Linked DNA regions of Oryctolagus cuniculus: region 2 is linked to region 1. Evidence: chromatin contacts called from public Hi-C data. All regions are on one chromosome and are shown on one strand. The core of a region is the stretch at or near the end of the contact, and the rest is flanking DNA. Distances in the headings are between cores, read along the strand shown. Region 1 overlaps ADGRV1 (adhesion G protein-coupled receptor V1). Region 2 overlaps ADGRV1 (adhesion G protein-coupled receptor V1).

What was found. Hi-C and Micro-C count contacts between places; a contact is called where the count stands out from the background.
Region 2: a contact with region 1 is called in a Hi-C map of liver, with 5 times the contacts expected there. The contact joins two enhancer-like sites. A contact is called at or near these places in 2 of 6 Hi-C or Micro-C datasets (liver and psoas muscle).

Annotation. Positions count from the first base shown.
Region 1 is chr14:13,634,657-13,641,095 of mOryCun1.1, forward strand. All of the region lies in intron 83 of ADGRV1 (adhesion G protein-coupled receptor V1), which reads left to right. Among named protein-coding and RNA genes, the nearest start is that of ADGRV1, 360 kb to the left of the region's middle. Within about 2 kb of position 2,930, at least 1 of the 8 cell types and tissues checked has an H3K27ac peak or open chromatin away from gene starts, as enhancers often do.
Region 2 is chr14:13,746,568-13,753,006 of mOryCun1.1, forward strand. All of the region lies in intron 85 of ADGRV1 (adhesion G protein-coupled receptor V1), which reads left to right. Among named protein-coding and RNA genes, the nearest start is that of ARRDC3, 380 kb to the right of the region's middle. Within about 2 kb of position 3,099, at least 1 of the 8 cell types and tissues checked has an H3K27ac peak or open chromatin away from gene starts, as enhancers often do.

The sequences.
Region 1 (6,439 bases), core at 1,680-4,179:
CAGTTCTTTGCTATGCCTGTAAAAGAGCCATTGGCTAAGAGGATATTTTTATAAACAAATTACATAATATGATCTGTTATAAAGGATAATGCATCTTTTAAATGATAGAAACTGCTTCTAAATTTTAACATATATCATAAAATAGCATCACTAATTAGGAATTTTCCATGAAATCAGTTGAAGATTTTTTTAAAATACATAGATTTAAATATATAAAATCTAAATTTATATGGGAATATAAATCTGAAATATGTACCCAAGTATATACATCTTGGAAGTTAAAAGATATTATCAGTACCATTCTTTTTTAAAGCTATTTATAATGCAGCCAATCTTTTCTAAGTAGCTTTTGAGTATTACTTGGTCTAATATGGATTCTCCTGCATTGAATACATTTAAGTTATGACTGATATATAAGTATACCTGTTATGTATTTTTTGTACAATAATAAGGAAAGTATATTGATAACTGTGAACTACAAAATCTCCAAGAAATCATTTTTAAGGAAGGTTTGTTTTCCTGTTCACACTTTATTTCTTTCTTCTCACACTGCTGTCTAATAGCTAAACTTAGAGACGAATCTATATTTAAAGTGTACATTAACTTCTGCCAAAGGCGCTGGCTTCGGTTTGAATGGCCTGACCTGTGGGGATCTAATTTGTTGTCCATTTCCTTTTTCTGTGATGGGCTTTGTCTAGGAAATCATTGGGGAAGAAACCCATTTCTTAACAGTATGGCTCTGGGGGCAGGTGCCGGTGAGATGTCTTGCTGGGGCAGCTTCCGGAGCTTTAGGGTCAGGTGGTTCGGCTCTGTCACTAGCAGCGCCCAGGCCAGTGTTGACTTTGCCTGCTGGTCTGACAGCAGGGACGTGATGCCAGAAGCATGTGATGGGTCCTTTTGGCAAACTCTGAATAAAAACACACAGATAGAGTGAGGAAGATGCCAATTTAAAAACAATGTTTTCATTATGGGCTTAATTGGCCCAGGAACGTTCCTCCGGTCTTCTAAAAGTCCTAATGACCCAATGGTGATGCTATCTCCTTGTCCTGGGGATTTTATGTGTGGATTTTCATAACTCCATATTCTGTGTATGGATACATGCCAGTGAAATAGTCTGTTTTCTGTGTGGGTGCTTAAGTTTTTTTTAATCAAATAAAAAAGGAACCAAATGTTCGTGTTAGCCAAAATTTTAATATTTTTAAGTATTAGAGATTTATTTTTAAATTTGCATGAGTCTAAATTTCTGAGTAGAAGCCATAATTATCTTGTGATTACAGAGTAATTTTTATTGTCCTCATCAACTTGATTGTGCACGGCTATAACTGACTCTGTTCAATGGCAATGAAGAAGAATTGTGGTTTCCAGCACAGTGAGCATAGTTTTACCTGGGCTTTAGTGAAATCTCTCTCGCAATGTGAGAATCTGTATAGTGTAGAATATGCAACACCACATACACTTGCAGAGAACCCCTGTGAGCTGTACACTGTGCGGGGAGCCAGGGATGAGCAGTGCCTGATTTTGACAGGGTGCCATTAACACAGAACATTCTAGCACAGGAGCAATTCTAAGATAAAACTCATGAATTTGTGCCATGAGAGCCCAGGAAGGGGCCACCTCACTCATCCCATAGGAGACGTTCATTTCAAAGGTGACTTGGACTAAATGACACGTGAGCTAGGGACTGAAGGATATATAGACTCTTTTCTTTGACAGGCAGAGAAACAGGCTGGTCGACTCCTCAAATGCCTGTACTTGTTAGAACTGGGCCAGGATGAAGCCAGGAGCCGGGAACTTGATCAAGATCTCCTGTGTGATGGCAAGGACCCAACTAGAGCCGTCACTGCTGTCTCCCTGGGTCTGCCTTAGCAGGGATTTGGAATTAGATGTAGAACCAGGTATTGAACCCAGGTATTCCAGTGTGCAATGTAGCAGTCAGAACCGGTGTCTTGACCACTAGGCTAAACACATGCCTTGAATTTAAATAGGTGGAGAGAGGATGGGGACTGGGGTGCTTACTGGAAGAGTGTCCAGACAGAGCAGGTATCACCAGAGAAGGCAGGCAGCTCCTACAGAACTGTCGTATGTGAATGGAAAAAGGATCAAACGGATGGCTGGGAGGGGTGTGGGCTGGACTGGGAAGCAAGGGCTAAGTGGCCAAGTGGCAGGTATCAAAGCAGCGGCACTTCTACCACTGATGGGGGAGGTGAAGACTTAGACCAGAGGGGTGAGATGGAAGCTTCAGTTACCGCAAAGTTAGTCACTTACCCAAGGCTGTATCTAGCTCCCTTAATGGAACTGGGTACATTCAAACAGTTTCTGTACATCCAATTTCTCTTAGTTCAGTTCTCCTGTTGATGCCTCACCTGATAAATTTCATTAGGTAAAATGTTTTCTTTTCTCAAAGGAAAATAATTCTGCTTAGAAATCAGTAAATCTTTTAAAATCACAAATTGTAAGAAAAATAACTTTGTGCTAATGAGGCAAACTCTATATAAATGATTAAATTGAAGTGTGGAAAGCAGAGTCTGAGTCAACAAACAGGCAATTAAAATTGACAGCACAATATCTTAGGAGAAATATTTTAATAACTGTCCATCCCTGCTTCACTAGTATTGCATAATTAGTCAAGTTTCCTAGCTGATGGACAGAAATGAAATCAGTCTCCTGACAGACATCTCGTTGCAAATTAATGAATGTTAATTTTGCTTCTACAAATCTGGGCACCTGAAATTGTAAAGTTTAATTAAACAGTGGTCTTCCAAAAGTTCATGGGAGTATGTATTATGAAAAGAATATGCATAGAGACCAAATACTTCTTGCATGAGAATAAACTTAATTTTTAACCTCTATCTCCCATGAGCTTCTTAACACGTGCTCTGCATGGTCTCAACCCGTGGAGGCACCAAATTGAAACTGGAGATCTAAGAAGGGCTCTAGCTTAAGGTTGTGACATTACTTAGTTTTCTTTTCTTTTCCTGCACCCACTGGTATAAATTTTCCACTTGCTAGAAGGGATTTCTCAAACTTTGCAGGACCGTAGAGTTTATTTTCCTCGTGGATATATCCGTATGTAATCATTTCAGCAGGTGAGAGAATTCAAGGAAGTGGTGACTTGCTAGGAAATGAGTTTGCAAGGCTGTGAATTGTTTTTCGCTAGCAGTATGATTTCCCAAATATCCCATTTCATTTTCGTATCAAGGGTACTTTTCCATCTCTTCCCGTCTGCTCTGAGTACATTTGCCCACCAGGGGTCGCTCTTCACAAGCGCTTCCGTGAGCCACCACCAGACTTTGACCAGCAAATCTTCCGTGTTTGTTTCTTCTGCTTTTCTGGGTTTGTTGCAAAGCTAAAGATTTTTTGCACCCAGCCTCTGTTTGCTAGTGGAAATGGGCTCTTTTGTTTATTAAAAACAAGCAAAAATGTCTTCTAAATATTTCAATTGGTACTTATTTTCTAAGTCCTGTTTGCAGCAAGGAGCTTACTTGGTTAGAAAAACAATCTATTCGATATCAATATAAGCCAAAAGTTCTCTAATTGCATTTAAAATAGTAGTTCTCTCCACAGTATTTTTTCTCATGTGTTGCAACATAGAGATCCCAAAGTGTATCTCAATGGTAGACACTTGAGACTACTGAGTCATAGTAAAACCCAGCATTAGAAAAAGCAAACTGGGATTGCTGTCAGGGAAGGCTTTCAGATGAACACAGAGACTGCAGGATTGCTGTGTGTGTGTGTGTGTGTGTGTGTGTAAATGCACACGCACATGCATATGAGTAAGCACACACAGAAATGGCAGACACAACGCCATGAAGGGGACGTTGTCTCAGTAGCACCTGAGAAAAGTCAGTTTCATCATTGCTTCTTGCACTCTGACATGTGGGCCCCGTGGATGGAATTAGACCTACAAAAAGAGACATCACTCTGAACGGTTAAAATGCACTGAATGTTGAAATCGGTTCATTTGCTTAAAAAGCATAACTTTTCCAATTTGTTGTGTTGGAGTTTGAGACTGGTTCCAACAATTCAGTCCCTTAATGAGTATCCTCTATGTGTGGGGCTGTATCCTGCATTTTGTTAACAGTGAGCATGCAGATGGAATCTCTGTATGGATGGCATTGATATTTGGTGATGGTGGCGGCTGGGCGAGGGTGCCACACCGGGTAAGGATTGAGTGCATGCAAAAGAGTGATGGTGAGAAAGGATTGAGAGTGGTAGACTCAGAGCTAACTTATGTGTGGAGGCTGCCCAAAGTGTCTCCAAGCAGGCAGTGTTATTAGAGCAGGGATCTGCAAGCAATGAGGGAGAACATTTCAGATGAAGGGGAAAGCTAGGGTTTCCCTGAGGTGCATCCTGGGAACAGAGAGCCTAGGTTGAGCCAGGAGGATGAACGATGGTAGAAGGCAGTAAGAGGGCCTCGTAGGGTGTTTCGTAAAGGAGTTGGGAAACCACCGGCGGCTTTGTGTGCAGGCTGATGAGACCTCACCTTCCAGGGGAATCCCTCCGCCTTCTGCGTTGGATCTAGAATGTGTGGGGCGGGGATGAAAGCAGGAAGACTAGTTCAAGTAGTTTTGCAACCGGCAGCCTTGCATGCAATGACGGTTCTGCATGAACTTGAAGCATCTTCGCGTTGTCAAGGCTGTTTCCTCATCTTCTGTGGGCCTAACGAGACCTGTGTATCAACTTGTTCGAGGAGTAAATGACAGAACATGCTGGGTCCATCTGGCCAAAGCTTTGTGCAACTGATTCACTCAGATCATCTTCAGATACATCTAGGTAGAAGTATGTAAAACATACGCTCCTCCCAGGCAAATTCATGGCTTTGGATGGCGCGGGAGTCAGCCTGCTTGCTGTGCCTCCAGCCCCGTGTGCACACCTGTGATGGTTCCCTGCACCTTTGGCTTCGAGTCAAACTTTTGAATCGGTCCTTCAGATGCCTGCATGTGTCCCACTCCCTGGAAACACGCTACCCTCAGTCTTGCCCTTGGCTTAGGTCCCTTCTGCGGAAACTGTGCCGTTACTTGGGGCAGGGTGTGGATCTCAGGCCACACACACCCTGATGTGTGAGACCAGAACCCTGAGCTGGTCTTGGGAAACCAGCCCTATCCTGCTCCTGGGGAGCAACCTGCTCATCCTGGGCCACTTCTGCTTCCTGTGGCTGTGCTGAGGTTCTTGGGCACTGATGGAATTGTGTCATGGGGCGGGGGGCGGGGGGGACAGCCAGGGGCTTATCTAGAAAAGGTAGCAGTCTTCTCTACTCCAGGAACTAGACCCAGAAAAGTAGTCCTAGGTTCTCTGTGACCTCAGATCTCCAAATCTACCTTGGGGTGTTTGAATATTTTTCTCCCCAAGGGTTGCTGACTATCCCTGCTTCCCCTGTGTCTGTCTCCTCTTCCCAGTCTACTTGGTTCCACTGCAGAGTGGGAAGCTACCCTTGCTCTGATGTCTTCTGCACCAGGCAGCCTTACCATGGATTGCCTCCCTCCACGGACTAGAGCTGCTCCGTTTGCTGTTTGAGAGGGTGGGGGTGCTTAGACATGACAAGGAAATTCAGAGGAGAGAGAACCTGGGTAACTGCGGGGCATGATGATGCTGCATATGTCTCTGGCAGCTCCCTGTTAGCAATCTTCCTGTAGCACCTGGTTCCTGCTAGAGAATACGTGGTCCTCTGCAACACTGCTGAGTCTCCCAAACTTATCCTCTGCTCCCTCTGTTGTCACCCAAGATCTGATCGCCTTGAACCCAAAGTGCTGATTTCTGAAAGCGTTGTTCTCCAGATGTTCAGCTGTGTGAGATCACAAGAACCGCTACTACTTTGGGGATTTTTGTGTTGTGATTTTGTCATCATCTGCTTCGGCTACCTTAACAGATACAGGTGTCCGGGGTTTAAACAGTTCTGGAGACTGGGAAGTCAAAGATGAGGGTGCTAACAAGGCAGGTTTTGTCCTGAGACATCTTCTCTTCGCCTCTTTCTGTGCACAAGCATAGAGAGAATGGGAGCGCTCTCTGGTGCATCTTCTTAGAAGCACACTAATCCTCTCTTGAGGAATTACTTCACAAGGCTCCATCTGCAAACATCAACACACTGGGAGTTGGAACCTCAACAGAAGAATTTTGGAGGAAGATTAACATTTAATCTGTGCCATCTGTAAGGGTCTACGGTGGTGCCAATTATATCGCAGAGCAATACCTGCTGAGTGAGTGAAAACGTTAAGTGCATCTGCTTAGATGAGAAAGCGTTCCTATTCTGGTCAAGAGTTTCGAGGGTCTCCAACCAGATTAGATGTTCAGTCCGAATTCTTGTCAAATTAAAAATTATTAATTTAATGTGTCCACAGTTTTGTATTTCAGATTTTTTGTACAGTGAAAAAATACAGGACATGTGTTTTGTTAGCATGATTGTTCATTGTTTTTAACGTTTTATGATATATATATAGTAAGT
Region 2 (6,439 bases), core at 1,849-4,348, 110 kb after region 1:
GTACCACATCATGGCCCAGATACCTTACAAACGTGAATCTCGCTTGACTGGATGCCAGCACTGCTCAACCCAAGTTTGCCAATGAACACAGGCCTGCATTTTGGAAAATTGGCAAATATTTAAATTTTTGAATGCTATATATTCCTACTCATATTTAGTTAGAAGTCTTTTGGTCAGAAATTGAAGTCGTCCACCCAAGCTAAATCTTTAAAGCAAGCACTCCTGTAAGGATCCCACAAAGATCCATGGAAAGCAGAGGTAAAGAAGCAACGCACATGGAGTCTGTGGAAAAGTTCCGTTTCAGAAAGGCTAATCATTAACCTAATCAGTCAGAATTTGCGACCTTGATACGGTAAAATTGTGCAGATCTGGGAGTTCAAAGATCTGGATTTAAGCTCTGGTTTCCGTATCTAATAACTGAACACGTAGCTGCGCAGACAGTTCCCTGGTCATTATAGAAGGAACAACAACATCTGCCCTGACTGTCTTAAAGATAGATCAAAGGCAAGGAAGTGTTTTGTAGACCATAAGACACTCTGCAGAAATTTGGTTTTAAGATAAAATCACCTAAGGGCAGTCATTGTGCCATAGCACTTTAATCTACTGCCTGTGATGCCAGCATCCCATATGGGCACTGGCTGCTCCACTTCCGATCCAGCTCTCTGCTATGGCCTGGGAAAGCAGAAAATGGCCCAAGTATTTGGGCCCCTGCACCCACATCGGAAACCCGGATGAAGCTCCTGTCTCCCGTTACAGTCATCTGGGGAATGAACCAGCAGACAGAAGATCTCTGTATTTGTCTTTCTCTCTAACTCACCTTTCATATAAATATTTTTTTAAAAAAGAGTAGGATTGCTTTTAAAAAATAAATAAAACCACTTAAAACATTTAGTCTTTTTTAAGAACCTTGCATGAAACCAAATGATAGTCTCTAGAGTACAGTGATCTGAGGAAGAAGACAATTTATTTTGACCAATAACTACCTCAATCAAGATCGTTTTTTCCTCACTCTCCTTGTGACCTGAACAAGTTAGGAAACAGAAAACCAAGGAACAAAGAGATCTGTTTTGCTCTTGCATGTAATGTGTTCCAATTCTTGAAATCTAATCATAAGGCGGTACTATTCACCCCTCTCTCTTTATAGTTTGTTCAATATAAGAAGTCTTCCAACCCTGGATAAAATTTTGGCAAGCCTCTTGAAATGTCTACTGACTCTTAGAAAATAGAAAGTCCTGAGGTTACTATAAATCACAAAGACAGTTTTGGTTCAATTATTTAAACATCCAGTCCTGCGGGATTGTCCAAGTTGCTAATTTTATTCAGAACTACCATCCTTCCAACAGCAAGGGCTTACAAAGGCTCAAGCTTGCAGATGGGGAAGGAGCTGTGGTCCACTTCTCTTCCCTGCCCCCTTCCCCTCCATCAGCTCGTCCTTACCGTGGGAGCACAGAGAGCCTGGAAGGAGATAGGGAAATACTGGTTATTTACTTTGATTGGTGCTGTCTGAAGTTAGCCGCTGACCTCTGGAGAGCTCATTATTTATGCAATCTCCAGGAGCTCAATATTAGCTTCAGCCTCTCTCTGCAGAGGCCTGCTTGCCTTCTGGGAGGTTCCACTGGACAAGGAGTAGAATCATCTCCATTGCAGTGCTCTAGAAGCATTTGTATGCTTTGACCCATAGACTTTTGATGTGAAGGTTTAGCCAACCCACCCCTCCTCCTCTGGCCTGCCACTGGCCTAGCAAGACAGCCTCTCTCTTTTTAGATTTTCTAGGGGGAATCAGCACCAGAATGCTCATCCCTTCCCTTCAACACCAGGAGCACATATTTAGCTCTACATGGTGCTGTTGTGACTTTCTCCTGTGTCCTCATTCTCTCTCTTTCATTTGCACCCACAAATTTGCATAAATGAAGAAAAACCTTCCCCTTTCTAAACTTCATTTTTTTCCCATTAATACTCTTGACACATGAAGGTTTTAGTTTCATCCTTTAGTTACATTGCCTATGGTTCCATTAAACCATCTGTGGATGGGTGATATTAAGTGGATTAGAACCAAGTTACGCAAAAATCTAGACTTATTGGCATAGGTTTCCAATTGTAGTCTATTCTAATTTTCTATTTAAAAAATAGTACTAGATGAAGACCACTGAACTGACTGAATTGATCATTATCCTTGTTGGCAAAGTACAGTTTAAAGAATATTAGGATTTCCAGATTTAAAAATTTCTAGATAAAATATTAAACCTCTGCCCCTTTTATTGTTGACATTGGCACAACACATAAGCCTTATACTTGAAAACACAAGGTAATACTGCAATTCTGTTTACCAAATGAGTAGTGATTGCTCATGAAGCCCTGAAGAATGGAGGAGGCAGATGGGTTGGAGGAAACCATAAACTGATCTTTAAAAGCCCTTCTAGTTTTTTTAAATGTTTATAAAATAATTGAGGTTGCATACTAAATAAAGGAAACATTAATGATTTCTTTGGCATTCAAAATTAATAATAATGAGTAATGTATGATCAGTGTGTGTTATTTCTCCCTGGATGACTTTTGGAAATGGCGATGACACTTTGCTTATAATGGCAGTGGAGATGGAAGTTGGATCTTTTCTAGGAAGAGGAGTACTTGGGGCTCTCAATTTCCTTCCAACTCACGTAGTTCCACATGTTCAGCATTTCCTGAGTGTGGCTCAAAACTCATGTGTTTGTTTCTGGATTTGTCAGGCCAACTCCCTATTTAAATGCCTTGTCTGATGATCCAGGATGTTTCTTCATTTTTGGAAGACATTATGAAGTCTAGAATGAATGGGCTGCTCACACTTAGGATAACAGCAAGTTATTTCATCATTTTTTAAACTTCTTATTTTTAAACTTTCTGTATGGTGACCCACTGGAATAGGTACCCAGTTGGGATAAATTAATTACATATCCAGGGGTGGGCTTTGTGGCACAGCAGGTTAAGCTGCTGCTTTAGAATCGTACTCTGTATCAGGGCACCTGGGTTTGAGTTCTGGCTACTCCGTACTTCCCATCCAGCTTCCTGCTAATGCTCCTGGGACACAGTGGATGGTGGCCCTGGTACTTGGGTTCCTACCACCCACGTGGGATACCCGGTTGGAGATCTTGGCTTCGGAGTGACCTAGCTCTGGTTGTGTGGCTATTGGGAAAGTGAACCATAGAACACAAGATCGATCTATCCTCCACTCTCTCTCTTTCTCTCCGTCTCTCTCTCACTTTCTCCCTCCTCCCTCTCCCTCCCTCATTTCTATCACTCTGCCTTCCAAATAAATATTTCTAAAATTAAATGTTAAAGTAATATTTTAAACATATCACAGTAAATGGCCATATATGGACACTTGTCACCCTTTGTATTCATAATTACAATAAATACCCTTCAGTGCAATTGTTGGGTAACTTGTGATTCGTCAAACACTGGGATTTAATGGTGACTGTAATCCAATGAAATGGATTCTAATGGAAATAAAATAGCAACTTCATGGAAAAGTTTGAATTCCCGATGTCTCTTGATTATTTTGAAGGGAGTGTGCTTTAGGGGAAAGTGAGAATAACAATACAGTGCGTGAGTTTCAGAAGCACCTCGTAAAAATCCACAGAGTCATCAGTTACCCAACACAACTGCTTTGCCATGAGTCATGTGCTGGCCTGCCAGGGAGAATTCCAGATGTCCTCCAGATCCTACTGATAAATAATGGGGAAAACAATTAACCATGCCACTTAGGGCCCATATGGTGAAAACGAGAGTCTTTGTGTCTCAGAAGTAGATACCATTGGGTGAGGTATTTCTTGGGTGACATCCTGCCTTATCAGCAGTAGCGGTAATTTGTTTGGGCCAACAGCGTGTCAGTAAGAACACTAGAATGTTAATTTGGTGTATCTTTTTCTGTTATTCTCAAAGAGACATTTTGTTTGGGCATAGAAAATTTCAGATCTCAGTTTGGGGGACTCCACACATCTGTGACCCCCTCAGATAAAGTTAGCAACTCGCAGCACTACATCATGGCCTTATCCTATTTTCATTTCTGTCAGGCATCATCACTCTCAGGTATAGTGTGTATTTATTGATTTTTATGCTTCCTTATATTTTCTGCCTCTCAGGTGTCTCTGCTGGATTCCAACTGGGATCTAAGAGGAATATTTTTGTTTTTAAAATATTTCTAATAACTTAGCTGAAGGCAGGTTAGATTAAAAGAATTAAGAAAAGGTAATATTCACTAAAATGTGAGCTCTAAGAGGGCAAGGACTCCTACTGCTGCTGCTCCTTGTCCTCCGCCTTTTGAGAGGCAGAGGGACACACACAGAGACAGAGACAGAGACTGATAGATGAACAGATAGAGTTCCAACTGCTGGTTCACTCCCCGAACAACCAAAATGGCTAAAGCAAGGCTAGGCAGAAGCCAGGAGCCAGGACAGCAATCCAGGTCCCCCAGGTAGTGTGGCAGAATTCCAATTACTTGAACCATCCCTGCTGACTCCAGGATTTGTGTTACCAGAAAGCTGAAATCTGGAGCCAGAGGCGGGTGTCAAACCCAAGCACTGCAGTATGGGATGCAGACATCGAAACCACTAGGCCAAGCACTGGACCTGGCAAGACTTCTTATTGCTGTGGCTGCTCCCTGCTGTAACCATGGAGCCTTGAACAGTCTCTTGCCTGTCATAGGTGCTCAGTGAACATTCATTAAAGGAACGAATGGAGATAATACTGCTTGTCTTATGGTTTGTCATGAGAATTTAAAGATTGCATACAAAGTACTTCACACAACACCTAGCATGAAATAAACCACAAACCCTGAGAGGCCCCGTGTGGTACCCAGAGATGCCAAACTTGGCTTTTAAATATCTGAACTTAAGCCTTTAACTAGGAGAAATTGATTATATCAATGTTTTAAAGATATTAGAGTTCTGAAAATTATTTTCAGCTTTCTTGTTTTCATAAGTGGCTTGCTTTTTATAATATTGAAAACTTCATTATGATTTCATTAGCAGTTGGCCTTGTATTTGATTCTTAAAAACTTTTTTCACATAAGAAGTGGAAAAATATTCTGAACATGTTCTGAAACCATAAGCTGAGGACAATTAAAAGACTGACTCCTACTCGCCCAGTATCTCGGCACTGTTTATGTAACAATTATACCTAAACCACAGAATGCACTCAAGTTTTCTTTTTTTTTCTTAAAATTAATCTCAAGGCTAGCTAGAGGCAGCATTCCACTTGGAAATCAAAGCAAATGCAAACATGAATACCAGCGGCTCTGCAGTGATTTTTGTGAGGATCACAGAAAGGGAGTTACAGAGAATAATACGTCTAATTTTGGCTTGTGTGATAACGTCTGTATTTTCTTGATAAGATGCATTTTTAGGATCTAACCTTATAAAATTGCATTGTAGTTGCACTTATCGAGTTTATTGTAGTGTTTTGTGCTGTTTTGTTGATAGCATTGAAAATAAACTTAGCCCTATTTCTTTACGGGTTATCAATTGTTGATGGCCATGTGACCACGGGTCTGTTGAGAGAGTCTAGGTTTTAGACAGCAATTTAAGTCTGTGTCTGGTTAAAGATGTCCATGTCAGACTCCACTTACAGATTAGAAGAAATTTTTTTTGTTTATCAATAAAGGACAAATTCAGATCGAAAAGATACAGAGGAAACAGCATCAGAGGCCCCAGGAATATCGCTTCTTCAGTTTGCTACTTCTACCCAGTACAAGCGGGTTCTTAGGTTGCTGAGTTTTGATTCAACAAAGGGAAAGCAGAGTTGTTTTCTTAGGTGGCAGCAAATGATTTCACCTCTGCGACCCCTTCCCAAGGCCCCTCTTCTTAGCTTTGATCTCTGGGCTCTCGTCTTGTCATTTTCATCGAGTTGAAGGGTCTTAAGGGGAGGGATGTTGGCTCTATCAACTGCTTCCTTCCTGATAGAGCTGTGATGCCTACGTTGTCTGGGGTTCTTTTGAAAATTCCTATGTGGTCACTCTCTTGGGCTTTCATCCAGAATTATCCTTCACATATACTGTATTGGAAAGGTTATAATGTGTCTTTTTTTCTTATGTAGGACCTTTTTTCTAAAATTAGTAAAATACACAGCCCTTGTATCTTTGGACCAGTTGAACCCACATTTACATTCTGTGCATTTACTAATTCTGGACTCTGCTTCCCCCGATCAGGGCAAACACACACAGATGCTTGGCCTTGAAAGTCTTATAGTCCCAGAGGAACAAGGATTAATCATAATTAGGTTATCTTCCTGAAAATCTCAGGCCTACTTCCCTTCTCAAGAGCACAGATGATTCCTGAACCAACAGGAAACGAAGTTGAGAAATGTGTTAGCATTGCCCTTTCTTTGCCATTGTCCAGGAAAGGGACCACGGTTTTCCCAAGGCTGTCCAATTCATTTCCATGTCAGGTTCTTACGGTAACAAATT